Linked DNA regions of Sus scrofa: all the other regions are linked to region 1. The links are chromatin contacts, called in public Hi-C maps. All regions are on one chromosome and are shown on one strand. The core of a region is the stretch at or near the end of the contact, and the rest is flanking DNA. Distances in the headings are between cores, read along the strand shown. Region 1 has its middle 23 kb from the start of COPS8. Region 2 holds the start of ACKR3 (atypical chemokine receptor 3). Region 3 has its middle 22 kb from the start of ACKR3. Region 4 overlaps LOC106506421 (a long non-coding RNA gene).

Region 1 (3,531 bases), core at 446-2,945:
TCTGAGCCATGTCTGCAACCTACACCACAGCTCACAGCAATGCTGGATCCTTAACCCATTGAGCAAGACCAGGGATTGAACCCACATCCTCATGGACACTAGTCTGGTTCGTTAATCGCTGAGCCACGATGGGAACTCCTATACCTATAATTTAATGTGAGGTCTGCTTCAACCCCCAACCATGGAGAGATGAATTTACATGTATCAGAAAATGAGCATCATGCATTTGTTAAATAGACAATACTGAAAAATGCCCAATGGCATTGAATAATGTTTTGAAACAAAAACCAGGATTAAAACAGTGAATTCCCTCAAACCAGGATGCTGAGGACCTATGAAGGGGAGGCCAGAGTCTCATGGCAGAGCGGATCTGTGCTTAAGTCATGCTAAAAGCTTCCTATTAAAAAAGCAGTGTGATGGGGGATGATGGCATGGCCCTAAAAAAACTAAACAACAACAAAAAATTATAGGTATATAGTCCCATCAAAATACATATATCCTGATTTTAGCAGATGTCACTGCAAGAATTCCCTTTACAGAAATTCCCATTTCTTCCTCTCACCATCGCAAGTATGTGTATACACACACACACACACACGCACTTTGCTGTACAGGAGAAATTGGCACAATATTGTAAATCAACTATAATAAAAAATAGACAAAACCCAGTGAATTCACACTATAAAAACATGCTTTATAAAAATATTACTAGTTATCCCTGCTTGATGGGATTATAGATGATTTTTAGTTTTTATTTCTTTTTAAAAAATAAACATGCTGCATTTGGTACTTTAAAAATAGTTTCAAGAACACCAACTAAGAGGTAAGGGTTTCCTATCTGTCAAAATAGCTGGTTTTCACCTGTGATGCAGTAGGGTCGCTCTCCTGGGGCCACGGGGTGGCTTTGGGCCGCCTCCTTATGGCTGCAGCATCCCCTGGGATCAAGTTGATAAGGGAACCTCACCTGGCAGTGCGCCCTCACCTGGGGACTGGGCCCCGCCCCGCCTATAGGCCCCGCCGTCACCTAGCCCGCCCCCCCAGGCCAGCGACTCTGGCAGAGCTGCGAGTGCCCACCGATTTGACATCTTCCAGGAATGGAACTAAAATTGGTGCAGACCAAGAAGCATGCCTGCGTGCCTGCGCTGACAGCCGTCACCAGGGCCCTCCTGGCAGGGGCTGGACCAGGCTTCCTGTGACCTCCCCTGGAGCCTGCCGGGGTGCGCCTTCAGCCACGCCGGTGGTGTCTGCTCCTCCTGCCTGCCCAGTCCCCAGCAGACCCTCCCTCTACAGCCCACCCAGCCCAGAAGGCACGCAGGTTCTCCCTGGTTCCAGTCCAGCTCAACACAGATGCCTCTGACCTCCCTGCCGGTGCGGTTAATTAAGAGGTGTCTGCGGAGCCATGAGACCCAGGCCTAAGCCGCCTCAGGAATGCAGCCCCACCGACTAAATTCCTCTCCGGTCACGTGACACGGCGAGGTTCTATAAACAAAGACCCTAATCTGTTAACGACTCTTTGGGGTTCTAATATGATCTCCTTGCCAGTTATCTAGGTTCTTAGAAAATAAATTATTTCATCTCTTAAGGTTCTGGGCCCTTTCTTTTCTGGCCGTAGGGGAAACTTGGCAAGGCAAGCCTTGGCTGACCACCCTCATGTCATCCCAGGCCACTGCAGCCAGCCTCCTGCACCCTGACTCATAGAGTAAAAATCCGTTTCTCGGTATGATTTTGCTGCTTCCTAAGATGACCTAGCATGGCTTAGTCGGAGACTGGCCTTCCTTTGACCAGTCTTTTGATCTCTCTGTAGTCCATGAACCTTACATATTCCAGCTGCTGTCATTACTTCTGAAAAAGGAAAATCAGGTAGTTAGAAGATCACCTCCATAAATAACTGTGAGACTCCAGCTATCTGGATTTATTTTTCTTTGTATTTCTTCTTTTCTTTTTTGTGCAGCATTTGGAGCTCCCAGGCCAGGGATCAGATCCAAGCCGCAGTTGTGACTTATGCTCCAGCTGCACAACGCAGGGTCCTTAATCCACTGCCCCGGTCTGGGGATTGAACCTGAGTCCCAGTGCTCCAGAGACACCGCAGATCCCATTGCACCCCAGTGGGAACTCCTCCCTGGGTTTATTCTTCAACATTACTTAATATTGTTGGGCGCCTGTCTTCTGGCTAAGACTGGGGTGAGACATCAATTAAATTCCTATTTTAGGGGCTAGAGATAGATTTTTAAGAACATTTCTCAGCTGATTATATATACTCACTACTAGAACGACAATAATTTACAGACACACAGTCTGGCAAGCTCACGGGGTCGGGACAGTGAGTCACAGCACTGAGCTATGATGCCCCCACCACTCCCTCCATATGCAGCCTGTCCATAGGCCCGGCCATCGTCTGGGTGTCGCTCTGGCCTGTGCTCCTCTACTCTTCTTATCCCCACGTTCCCTTCTGAGTTTTCCAATCGCCTGTCACCTCCAGGCTGCATCCTGCCCTTTCAGGAGGGGTGACTGGTCCCTGGGCATCTTCAAGGGAAAGCATCTGGACGTCAACCCATGCTCTAGCTCCTTGGCATCGTCACGTGAACAAGGGCATCTTTGCTAACGATAATTTGCATTATCCTCGCAACATCTCTACTTTACTCCCTGGTACGGAAGATTTTAACAGTGAAAGAAACAAAACAGTGCTTGGGAAGAAAATGCGATTCTTCCTCTTAATGTTCCCAGGGAGAGGGAGTGTGTCTTCCTTTCTCCTCTGTGCACCTGACTGTTCTAGTTAATTCCGGGGAACAAAGGCTCAGGTGTATACATTTACGTGAATAGTGATGTAGGCTCTATGGCTATACAGACACTTAGAGGATTGCATTCAGTAGAAATACAATGTCAGCCACACATGGAATTTTATGTTTTCTAGTAGCCATAGGGAAAAAAAAACAAAAAAACAAAACAGGCACAGCAGGTTGAGGACCTGACATTGTCTCTGTAAGGATGCAGGTTCGATTCCTGGCCTCGCTCAGTGGGTTAAGGATTGGCCGTTGCCATCAGCTGTGGGGCATAGGTCACAGATGCAACTTGGATCCAGTGGTGCTGTGGCTGTAGTGTAGGCTCCAGCTGCAGCTCAGATTTCAGCCCTGGCTGGGAAATTTCCATATGCTGTAGTTGTGGCTGTGAAAAGGTAAAAAAGGAAAAAATATACATTACTGTATATAAAATAGATAACCAGTAAGGACCTGCAGTATAGCACAGGGTGCTCTAATCAATATTTTGTAATAACCTATATGGGAAAAGAATCTGAAAAAGAACGGATATAAGTGTATGTATAACTGATTCACTTTGCTGTACACCTAAAACTAACACAACACTGTAAATCAATTACATTCCAATAAAATTTAAAAAAATTAAAAATAGGAGTTCCCACCATGGCTCAGTGGTTAATAAATCTGACTAGCATCCATGAGGATGCAGATTCAACCCTGACCTTGCGCAGTGGGTTAAAGATCCAGTGTTGCCATGAACTGTGGTGTAGGTCACAGA
Region 2 (3,531 bases), core at 725-3,224, 430 kb after region 1:
CAAAAAAAATCAGATGGGCAGTAAAATACAGGCATTCCTCCGTTTTCTTTTGCTTTTTCACCCCGATCCAGGGCAGTGCTCCTCCCCCTCCATCTCCAGGAGGGGGGGACACGAGGCCGGCCCAGGCAGCTGAATGCACAGGGCAGTGTTTATGGCAGAGGCTGGGGGAAAAAGAGCAAATTGTTTCCAAGCGAGAGCTCCCATGTGCAGCTCTGCTTTAGAAAAAGGCTTTGCATCTGGAGAAACTCAAGGGCTGCTGAAAGAAGGGCCAGCAGTTTATCCGTTTAAAATCTATGGAAAGTTAAGCACAGACACCGGCAGCCTCCACTTGCCGTTTGAGGCAAGCCTATTCGATCTCCTCTTTTCCCTGGAATAAATAAAGGGACACAAAGGCAGCCTCTGCGCCTTTAAAAGGAAAGGAAAAAGTTGCCACATTGAGACTTTGCAGGGCCAAGTTTCAGGGGGTGTCAAGGCATCGAATACCTTCAAAGGGCTATAAACCATTTCAGGGGGCTTCTCCTTCTTCTGGGAAATGTAATTATCCTGGGGTGAGCAAGTGAAGTGAAAGGAAAGCAAGAAAGAGAGACAAGAAAAGAAAGAAAGGAAGGAAGGAAAAAAGGAAGGAAGGAAGGAAAGAGAAAGAGAGAAAGAAGGAAAGAGAGAAAGAAAGGAAGAAAGAAAGAAGGAAGGAAGGAAGGAAGGAAGGAAGGAAAGAAAGAAAGAAAGAAAGAAAGAAAGAAAGAAAGAAAAGAGAGAAGGAAAGAAAGAAAGAAAGAAAAGAGAGAAGGAAAGAAAGAAGAAAGAAAAAGAGAGACAGAAAGGAAGAAAGAGAAAGAAAGAAAGGAAGAAAGAGAAAGAAAGAAAGAGAGGGCAAGGGAGCCGGGCAGTCTGACTTTTACCACTTCTCATTCTGCCTGTAACTTGCAGGTCTTGGCTATAACCACCCCTGCCTGACCTCACTCCAAAGGCTTTCCCCGCAGTTACTGCCTGAATCTCCATGCACAAAAACTGAACAAAAGTCCTGTTTTATTTCAAGTGTATCATTCCATTGCAACATCCTAGACTTGTGCATGTGCCTTTTTTTCCCCACATGAAGCTGGACTTAACACCTTCTGAGAGAATAATAAATACACAAATTAGACGAGGAAGGATGCAGTCAGGAGACAAACGGGCCAAGCTGTATTTAACATTCACCCTTATAGCTTCCGGATTTACAGGCTCTGGTAATCCCTCCAAAGCACTGAATTCAAACACATCCTGAGCCCGCAAAGATTCTCGGCACCGTTTTCTTCTTCGTTGAAGAAGATGCCTCTTCATAAAGGGTCCGTCTTTCTGGAATCACACACTCACTGCCAATTCTGCTTCCCCATTGATACACCAGGAGTGAAACAGGTAAGCAGCGGTGCCAAGCTGACCCCCTTGCCAACTTTGAGCAAGCTGAATGGACCGTCTGCGTTCTTGTGAAGTGATCTGCCGGCAGGAGCTTAAATACCCACGGCAGCAAACAAATCCCCAATTCCTGAATTCAACAAATACACCGGGTGGGGGGCGGGGGGGGGGCTTCCACTTCAGAAAACTGCCCTTTTTCCTCTCTGCAGCCAAGGCGAAGCCGCACATTAGCAGCCGCACTTTGCAATGCAGCCATGCAGCTTGCAGCCCCTGCTTTCAGAAACCAGACCTGCAGACTCCCAAGCACCCATCACCACTACGAATAAACGAGACCCCTGAAAAAGAGCGCTTAGCTTAAGAGCAGAAGCCCTGCCCGTCGTCCTCCCTCCCTTTCTAAGCAGGGCTGCCGACCCAGCTCAGTCTCCTTACCTCCCGGCTGGGCTCGGCGTAGGGCTCCCCTTCCCAGCTCCCTGCGATCACTGCCTTAGAGCTGAGCAGTTTGGAGGAAGTGCGAGCTGTTGGGCTGCAGACTTGCGTTATATACACTGCAGGGAGGCGGCCTCTAGATGGCAGCTTTGTAACCCACATCTCCTCCCTCCCTCCCTCAGCCACCCCCCTCTCGGTGCACACACACAGGCGCGCACGCACACACACATGCTCGCATGCACGCACACACTTGCACACGCGTGCGCACACACGCCTCCTGCAAACCCCCATCTGTCCTTTCTGGCAGAGCTCTCCCACGCAAGCACACTCTTGGGAAACCCCAGCCACGTTCATTTGCAAAGTCTAATGAAGCTACAAGGTCCAGACCCCAGGGGGGAAATGTGTCAGCAGCAGAAAAAAAAAAAAAAAAAAAAAAGAATGGCAAAGAAACCCTAGTGCTTTGCAAAATCATCAAATATTTATCTGGGAGCAGGTATCTCTTGAATAATCCCATTAGCACCAAGAATTCCTTTGAATGCCTCTCAGCTTCAGGGGAAGACTTTGTTCCCAAGACAAATTGCTCTGAACTTCTGAACTTTGGTGTTGCTTTATTAAACCTGGGTTTTGTTAATTTCTCCAAAACAGAATTAACAGTTTTTGTTCTGAGAAATGAATGAATACCACATCCTGTACCCCCAAAGTGGGGGAAAGAGTCTTTGGGATTGATTTTATTTAAATCTTTCATTTGTGAAGGACTTTAGGTCCAACGGCCTTGCAAATCTAATGAAACTGATGTTCGGAAGCCCCGACCCCGCGCCAGGCACACAATGGAAGTATCACAGGGGTCTTCTGATAATGTCTTTTTCGGAGGTGAGATTAACACCTTTATTATTATTTTTACTGAAACCTACCTTCTTATCTAGAAGTTCTAATTATTATTGAAATCTATGTTCTTCTCTAAAGTTCTGTCCATGGAAGAACCTGACCTAAAAAAAAAAAAAAACTGTTTCATATGACATTCACCGCCTGGGCCCTAGATAAATAATCCACCCTAAAAGGGCGACCTAAACTTTCACTTTTACAACGTCCTTGCTGAGCTCTTCCCCCAGAGTCATGTGCGGTGGTGTGGCTTTTGTTCTGCTTTCTGCTTCTCGCGGAGTTAGTTCCATGGCTCAAGTCACTAGTGGGCTGGCAGCCCCGGCAGGCGGGCTGCTCCCACGCTCTCCGCGGCTGAAACGTGTTGCGGTTCTTATTACACTTCCACGAAAAATACCAGCAGACGGCCAAATGCTGAGTCTGGAGGATTGGAAGGTCAAACTCCCCAGCAGCCAGAAGGCCTGGTGTGGCGAAAGCGCTTCACAAAAGAAAGGTTTTGCTTAGATGAAACTTCAGGGAGCTCAATGGAATCACCGCAGGATGGGAGCTAAGCGCACCCCTGCGCCCGGACGCCCTCCGTGGGCGTCTGCGCATCCTGTCCCTGCCGACAGGGTCGCTGTCCTTAAGAACTGGCACGAATCTTCTTCCTGTCGCCTGGGTACCCAAAGCTCCATTTTCGAGCTCCCAGAGTGAAAGGCGCTGTAAGCTTCTGCTCAAATGTAAGGAGGCTCTAAGACCAGCTCCTTTCTTGGCCCCGTTTGCCACCCGCGGGTGACCCTGAGACCGACAGAAAGGCCCCCATGGGGGCAGAGCAGAGGTCCCCTCTGAGAACATTGACGC
Region 3 (3,531 bases), core at 430-2,929, 410 kb after region 1:
CCATCAGAGCCACAGAGTCCTGCCCGGCCCGTTGCCCACTCCTCACGAAGCCCACCCAGCCAGGTGCTATTGCTCCTGTTCTACTGTAATCATCCACTAGGTGAGACTCAGTTCCATGAGAGTAGGACAGCCCTGTTTTTGCAGATCCTTTGTCTCATGCAGGATGGTTTCAGCGTGAGATTTGAGGTGGCCAAGCCCACTGGCCCCACACACTTCCTCTGGCTGATCACTTTCACCTTAGGGGACGTGGGTAGAGGTCTAATTTCCTCTGCCCACCCCACCCCCGCCATTACTAGAGGTACACATGGATTGGCCCTAATCCGTGACCTCAGGCTCCTTCTGAAGTGGTTCTAAAGGGGTCCATGCACTTCTCGGATGTCTCCTCCAACTTGATCTTTCTAGCTGATGGGAACGCATTTCCCAGGGTGGGTAGAGATGCCCTGGAAGCCCTTGCCTGGCTATTGTGCGAGCCGGGGATGCGTAAACATTTCTGGAGGAGACGGTCTTCTCCCCCTGCTTCCCAAAGGGAGAGTGACTGACTTAGCGGTTCAGTCTCAGCACCGTCTCCTAATTTTGGTGCAATCTCACAATCCCAGTGCAAGCCACTCAGGTCAAGTTACTTTCCCAGCAGCCAAGGGCTTTCTCTCTGGCCCTTGAAAGACATGATGTGCTCCATCTGAGTCTCTCCTGAGACAGTGTTTTGCAAGATGTTCACTCTCAGATTGGGTCTTAGACAGCCTCACACCACCCCTGACCTCTCCTCTCTGCCTCGGGGATGCTGAGACTTAAAATGAGACAAAGAAAAATTGGATGGGCTCTGAAGCCACTAAAATGCTTCTCTGGTCGTATAACCTGCTGGTCATCAGAAGGACCTGGGAGGTGTTAAGAAGTGTGGAGGGTGGGGTCCACCCTGGAATTCCTAAACCAAAGCACCCATGGGTGGACCCCAGGAGTTGTTTTTGTTTCAGATCTTCCCAGGGAGTCTCCTTGTTGCAGGGCTAGAAACCCTGCTGCGTTGCATGTGAGACCTGCAGGTGAAACCAGCTCCAGGGCCCAAGCTTTGGATATGCCAGGATGCAGGTGCCCTTCCCACCTTGCAAGGTGGCTCTTCCCAAGCCTGTGTGACTACAGAACCCCCTTTTCTCAGGGAGCATAGGGGCTCTGGCTGGGCTGGGCACCCCTGGAGAGAGGCTGCTGGGACACTGAGTGCTAGCCTTCCCTTCACACCCCCACGCTCATGCTAGATCCTGTGTCGGCAGAGCCAGCCAACGCTGCCTGCCCCTTAACTGGGCTGCAATCCGCTTCCCCAAGGACAAGCCTTCAAACCTCAACCAAGACACTTGCCCTGGTTGTGTCTCTTTCTTCTCGGCAAAACAAGTGCTGGCCTGAACCCCAGAGCCTGGCCTCTGAGAGGCAGAGTCTGTAATCTGCCAGCCAAGAGCCTGGGGCCTTGGGGTTTGGTCCCAAAAAGGGCGATGACGAGGCTGACCTCCTCATGATTTGTTTCACCCAACAGGGACTCAAACCGGGAAGATAAATGGGCAGTGTCCCCACCATAACTGAGCCTGAGCAGCCCAGAAATGACAGATTGATTAAGTCACCCTCCAGGCAGGCTACCAGTGACCACACCTAATTACTCACTGACCACTGTGGCCTGACCGATGGAATTCCACACCCGTGAGTCACCCACCCTCCTTAGCCTCTGGGCTGTGTTTCCTTCTCCAGCCTGCTTGCCAGTGGCCGCCCTACAGAACTGGTACCTTCTGTGAATACCATGTCCTCCGGTCACCATCGGGCAGGAGGTTAACCCCGGAGCGCTAGAGAGGAGCTATTTTGGTCTCAGGAGTCTCCCTGGGCAGCATCAGACATACGGCAGAGTTCCACCCATGCAAGTGACAAGTATTGGCATTTACTAAAATGCAGAAAAGAAAACTATCAAGTGCAAGGGCGTGGGAGTGATGGGTGGGAATCGAATGTCCTTGGTGGGAGACTTTGTCAAGTTCAAGGAAAGGACTCCTTGGTTCACAGTCCGGCCAGGAACAAGGAGCCCCTGGCCTTGGGTTGAGTAGAGAAAAGGTGGTACATGGGTCTTGGTAAATGTCACCAAAGGTGCTGAAGAGCCATTAGAGGAACTGGAGGCCGCCCGGAGATTGGCATGGTGGTCTGAGGAGGGGGACGGGGTGGAGGTGGGTTCCTCGAGCCAAGGCCAAGGCTCCCTGGGAGGAGGGGCTGTGACCGGGCACCTCCAGGGGAATCAGGATCGCAGAGATGATGTAGCCGAGGTTGGAGACACTGACCAGAGCAGAGTGAGGGAGGAAGGGACAGCCTGTCCTCCCCTCCGCCCACCCTCCCTCTGGGCCCATTCCCTGGCCCAGGAGGTCCAGAAGCTGGGGAGCAGGGGTCCCTGGAGGTGCAGGACATTTGGAAGAAGGACTCTGACATTTGTGTGAAGTGTGAGCTGGATGGACAGAGATCAAGTAAGGGACCAGGCGACAGACGGAACCCAGAAAATGTTTGAATTGAGGTGACGGCCCTGATGGGGGTGGCTACAGATGGTGAGGGAAGACAAACCCCAAAGACAGCTTGAACTTGAACTTCCCGTGTGACACTGCAGGTGGACTGCGGTGACTCAGCCCAGAGCACCCCGTCTCAGTCAGGGTCCAATCAGAAGAAATGTGAGCAGGGAAGGTTTTGCATTTCAGAATCATACATTATAACAAGGAATATCTGGCACGTGTTCCCCAAACCTTACTACGAGGACAAGTAAAAAGAAATAGAAATACCCACGTGCCTATGGTATACACATGTGTATCAAAACGCATTCACTCTTATTACTCACTCATCATTTACTTTCCGTTTCCCAAACTGTAAAGAAATCAGAGGGCCTGCAGAGGGAGAGATCAGTAACAAACAAGCCTATTTTTTCCATAAATTCCAAAAAGCCTAAGAAATTTGAGCCCCCAGGTACCAAGGACAGGGTGGGCGTGGCCCAGTGGGGTGCTGGGCTACTGCCAGCCCAGACCCGTTTGCAAGAACCAAGTGCAGGAATCCCACTGTGGTGCAGCAGAAACGAATCCAGCTAGTGTCCTTGAGGATGCAGGTTCCATCCCTGGCCTCGCTCAGTGGGTCAGGGATCCAGCGTGGCCAGGGAGCTGTGGTGTCGGTCACAGATGCGGCTCAGACCCTGCGTTGCTGTGGCTGGGATATAGGCCGGCGGCTACAGCTCCAATTCGACCCCTAGCCTGCGAACCTCCATATGCCACGAGTGCAGCCTTAAAAAGCAAAAAAAGAACCAACTGCTACATTTCTGGGACTTTTGCCAGTCAGTTATTAAGCATGGCCGTCCTCAAAACTTACGCACACTTTGCATTTGAAAGCATTTTATTAAAAACAAAAGGTGGTCAGTCCTCAGAACAGAATGTAGCACTTCCTAATTCTCTCACGTGCTGCTCTCTGCCCTTGAGGGGACCCTCGTCCCTTGTACCTGCTTGGTGGACGCGCTGCCAGCTGTCTTCAGTGACATCACACACA
Region 4 (3,531 bases), core at 524-3,023, 320 kb after region 1:
ATTGCCACCTCCTTCTCGCCCAGCATCTCGGGCTCGGACCCGGGCTCGGACCCAGCCTCCACCTGATCCCACTCTCCGCCCTGACTTCCAGCTCCAGCACCGCCCCTCGACCGTCAGCTCCTGGTGAGCTCACCCCGGTCGCCCGGGCCCCTGGCCAAGTGCTGACAAGCCCCACACACCCAGAGAAGCCCCAGGGACCACAAAGGCCCCCCTTCTCCACTTCCCATCTGGACACAGTTTCCCATCTGAGCCTGGAGGGAGGGGAGAGGCTTCCACAGCGGGTTCAGGCCACGTGGAGCCAGAGCTGCAGAGGGGCCCCCGGAAGGTCAGCAGACGCCCGAGGCTCACACCTCGGGGTTCTGGTGTCCCCCACCTGCAGGCCCAGCGTTATGGCCCCAGCTGACCTGAGGGCCAGGCAGGAGGCTCTGGTTCTCTGTGGATCAGCCAAACAGGATGCCCTGTACTAAGCTAAGCTGAGAGTGTGTGCACGTGCTTGCACACACAGACACACATGTACTCAGGCTCACACAGACACACACACACACACTCAGAGGCTCACACAGATACACAGACACACACACATAGACAAAGGCACATACAAACACACACTCATATAGACACAGGCACACATACTCACAGTGACACATGAACACACAGACACACACACACATATACTCAGAAATGAGGAGTGAAAGTGAGGCCTGCTTCCACAGGACCCGTGTGTTTCAGCCTCAGCCTGACCACCGCTTTGCCCACAGTTTTGGAAATAATTATAAAAGGGGAACTTAAGGGGGAGGGAGTGGGAGGGATCGGGAGCTTGGGCTTATCAGACACAACCTAGAATAGATTTACAAGGAGATCCTGCTGAATAGCATTGAGAACTATGTCTAGATACTCATGTTGCAACAGAAGAAAGGGTGGGGGAAAAAACTGTAACTGCAATGTATACATCTAAGGATAACCTGACCCCCTTGCTGTACAGTGGGAAAATAAAATAAAATAAAATAAAATAAAATAAAAAAAGGGGGAACTTAGCTGAGAGAGGAGATGATGCTGGCTTTGGGGGTCAGGTGGTAAGACCTGGTCTGTCTAGAGCAAGGGGCCGCAAAGCACAGAGTGTGGCCACAGAGGTGAGTGCCAGGCGCTGGGCAGGCCAGGGACGCGCCGTGAGTAGGAAGGGTCAGCCCTGCTCTCGTGGCCCCTGCACTGTCACTGGAGAGGCCACGACCAAATCTGCTGGAAAGACGAGCGCCGAAGTGGAAAACGAGGGGCAGAGCACCTGGCCGAAGCTGGCTGACCAGCCACTGCCAGAGGGTGACATTCATGCTGAGGAGGGGGGATAAGGGGTGTGCCCTGCTGATAGAGGGGGAGAAAGCATACAGGTACAGCACCAGCCACAAGTGCAAAGGTCCTGGGGCAGGAAAGAGTTTGATGTGATGAATGATTAAAAGAAACACAGAAGGGATGGGAGAGGGACCCACGGGGTGCTCAAAAAGGGGGATAGACCAGATGGGGCAGAGATTAGCCACGGTGAGAAGTTGGGACTTTTTTCCTAAATGCATTGTTGAGGTTTAGAGGGCTTCAAGGAAGGGGATAACAGGATTTTTGTGGAGCAGGACGTGGTGAGTCGGGGTGGGGCAGGAGGGGGCAGGGGGAAGGATGCAAGTGCCATCCAGGGGTGGGCCCAGCTGGGAGGGGCAGAGGGAATCGCAGGTTCTGAGAGGCCTCTGGCTGGAGCCACTCAGGGGATGGTGGCCTGGGGCCCCTGGGTAGGAAGTCACAGCAAATGCTCACTGTCCCTGGACTTGTTCGGAGCAGGAAGGAGGAGGCAGATGCCGAGACATCCACACGCAGGGAATTCCAGGCCTGGAGGGTTGGTCTGGGGTGAGTTCAGAGCATGAGCAAGGCGGGAGGAGCTGTGGTAAGTAGGAGGCTGGCTGGTCGTCTGAGTGGAGCCCCAGGGGAGGTCGGCTCCTCCTGTGCAGAGGGCAGAGGAGGCAGGCCAGGCTCTCCAGGGGCATTCCCTCGGCAGAGACTGTCAATGGAGGGAACTTCCGTCTTGAGCATCTGAGGCTGGTATTATAAGTGATTTATACATTCAGGAATTTAGGAACTTCTACCCCTAGAAGCTTCTGGAACTAGGTTTCCCACCCCCAAGGCAAGCAGGCTTCTGGTACTTCCATCTTACAAGAGGCACAGAGAGGTGGGCTGCCCCCAGGGGCACACAGGGGGCTGTCCACCAGATTGACACCTGGGCTGGACCCAGGCTACTTGTTCAGCTGGAATGTACCAGAACAGCCTACCGTCCAGCGTCTATTGCATCAGCGCCATGCCAGGTCGGTGACTGGGCAGGCAGCCCTAGCCTATCACCATGGAACTGGCCTTATTCATGGAGTGACAAAGAGGCAGGCCCCTTGCTGCTGCCCGCAGGTCACATGCAGAAGGTCTTTTAATTCCAGTAGAGGAGGAAGGCTCAAAGCACAGATTCTGGTTGAGGCACAATATTGACTGAAGTACACAAATATTATTAATCTACTATTATTGTTATTAATGTCTATTAAAAATTGAATTTCTTCCATGTGCCAGTCACCATGCCAAACCTACAGACGTTTCTCATTGAATCCTTACAGAAATCCTCAGAGGCAGACACTGTGATTCCACGTTATGGAGGAGGAAGCAAAAGGAGCTCAACCTCTTCAGGGAAAGACCTGGAGTCCAAACACCTGCTATCCCCGAACCCCCGGATCCTTGCCCCTCACCTCCCTGCGAGGGTGGGGGGAATGAGTCGTCAGATCATGGCCCACAGCAGGAAGGGAGAGCAGGGCAGAACCATCGTTCCATTCTCACGTGGAGAAAGGCCCCAGAGAGGCAGGCTCTTGGGTGCGCGAAAGGGGCAGGATTCAAATTAGGAGAAAGATGCAGGAACTGGAGACCAGGTACGGGGCGCGTGGTACGCTGGCTTACCGCTTTGTCTCTGAGAGTTGCAAAGAGGCTTTTTTGGAGATAAACACTCTGACAGGTCCCTCCCTCGGCTGCCACTCACGGCCAGCGTGACCTTCTGCGGGGCGCTCTGCCTTAATTTGCTCCTATGCAAGATCAAGATGGGTGATAAACCCCACTCCCCTCCCAGGGCGATGGGAGCTGGAATCCGAGCTGAGCAGGGCCTTCTGGAACGCTGCGTGGCTTATAGGGAGCAGAGCGGTTCCTTCAATGACAAGCACCAGCCTGGAGCGCCAGGATTTATGAAGCTGCTTTGTTTTCTTTTTGAAGTAAGGCCAACTTACTTTTATAGGCGCTGGCTTCCCCAAAATTGGCAGATCAAGGTGTCTCTGTATTCATTTTTTTTTCCAAGTTCATGGAAACTAGAATAAAACACCCTTCCAAAAAGGATCCACACCATCTTTATTCGTACTCAAGTCTAGTAAATCAAAACCAGATAATAAGAGAACCCAAAATAACAGAGTCTGCAGGCTTTAGAAGGGAAACAGCATAAAAGCCCTCTTTCTCCTGGTTTTTCCTGTCGCTGATATT

Evidence for each region. A called contact is a pair of places that touch in the nucleus more often than the background predicts.
Region 2: a Hi-C map of embryonic fibroblasts shows a contact between it and region 1, with 2.7 times the contacts expected there. The contact joins the promoter of ACKR3 here to the enhancer-like site in region 1. A contact is called at or near these places in 4 of 5 promoter capture datasets (fetal liver, fetal skeletal muscle, liver and 1 more), 10 of 47 Hi-C or Micro-C datasets (adipocytes, alveolar macrophages, embryonic fibroblasts and 7 more) and 1 of 2 datasets of contacts at active chromatin or transcription factors (skeletal muscle).
Region 3: a contact with region 1 is called in a Hi-C map of embryonic fibroblasts, with 5 times the contacts expected there. The contact joins two enhancer-like sites. A contact is called at or near these places in 4 of 47 Hi-C or Micro-C datasets (adipocytes, embryonic fibroblasts and fibroblasts).
Region 4: a Hi-C map of embryonic fibroblasts shows a contact between it and region 1, with 2.3 times the contacts expected there. The contact joins two enhancer-like sites. A contact is called at or near these places in 2 of 47 Hi-C or Micro-C datasets (embryonic fibroblasts and mesenchymal stem cells).

Annotation. Positions count from the first base shown.
Region 1 is chr15:136,803,150-136,806,680 of Sscrofa11.1, reverse strand. No RefSeq gene overlaps it. Among named protein-coding and RNA genes, the nearest start is that of COPS8, 23 kb to the left of the region's middle. Within about 2 kb of position 1,695, at least 11 of the 83 cell types and tissues checked have an H3K27ac peak or open chromatin away from gene starts, as enhancers often do. A contact at or near this core is called in embryonic fibroblasts, epiblast stem cells and retroperitoneal adipose tissue, where this site is marked.
Region 2 is chr15:136,368,900-136,372,430 of Sscrofa11.1, reverse strand. It overlaps ACKR3 (atypical chemokine receptor 3), which reads right to left and starts at 1,974. Exons shown (of 2, transcript XM_003133759.4): 1 at 1,819-1,974.
Region 3 is chr15:136,391,114-136,394,644 of Sscrofa11.1, reverse strand. No RefSeq gene overlaps it. Among named protein-coding and RNA genes, the nearest start is that of ACKR3, 22 kb to the right of the region's middle. Within about 2 kb of position 1,679, at least 27 of the 83 cell types and tissues checked have an H3K27ac peak or open chromatin away from gene starts, as enhancers often do. A contact at or near this core is called in embryonic fibroblasts, where this site is marked.
Region 4 is chr15:136,479,038-136,482,568 of Sscrofa11.1, reverse strand. It overlaps LOC106506421 (a long non-coding RNA gene), which reads right to left. Exons shown (of 5, transcript XR_001301695.2): 5 at 3,386-3,531. Among named protein-coding and RNA genes, the nearest start is that of ACKR3, 110 kb to the right of the region's middle. Within about 2 kb of position 1,773, at least 9 of the 83 cell types and tissues checked have an H3K27ac peak or open chromatin away from gene starts, as enhancers often do. A contact at or near this core is called in embryonic fibroblasts, where this site is marked.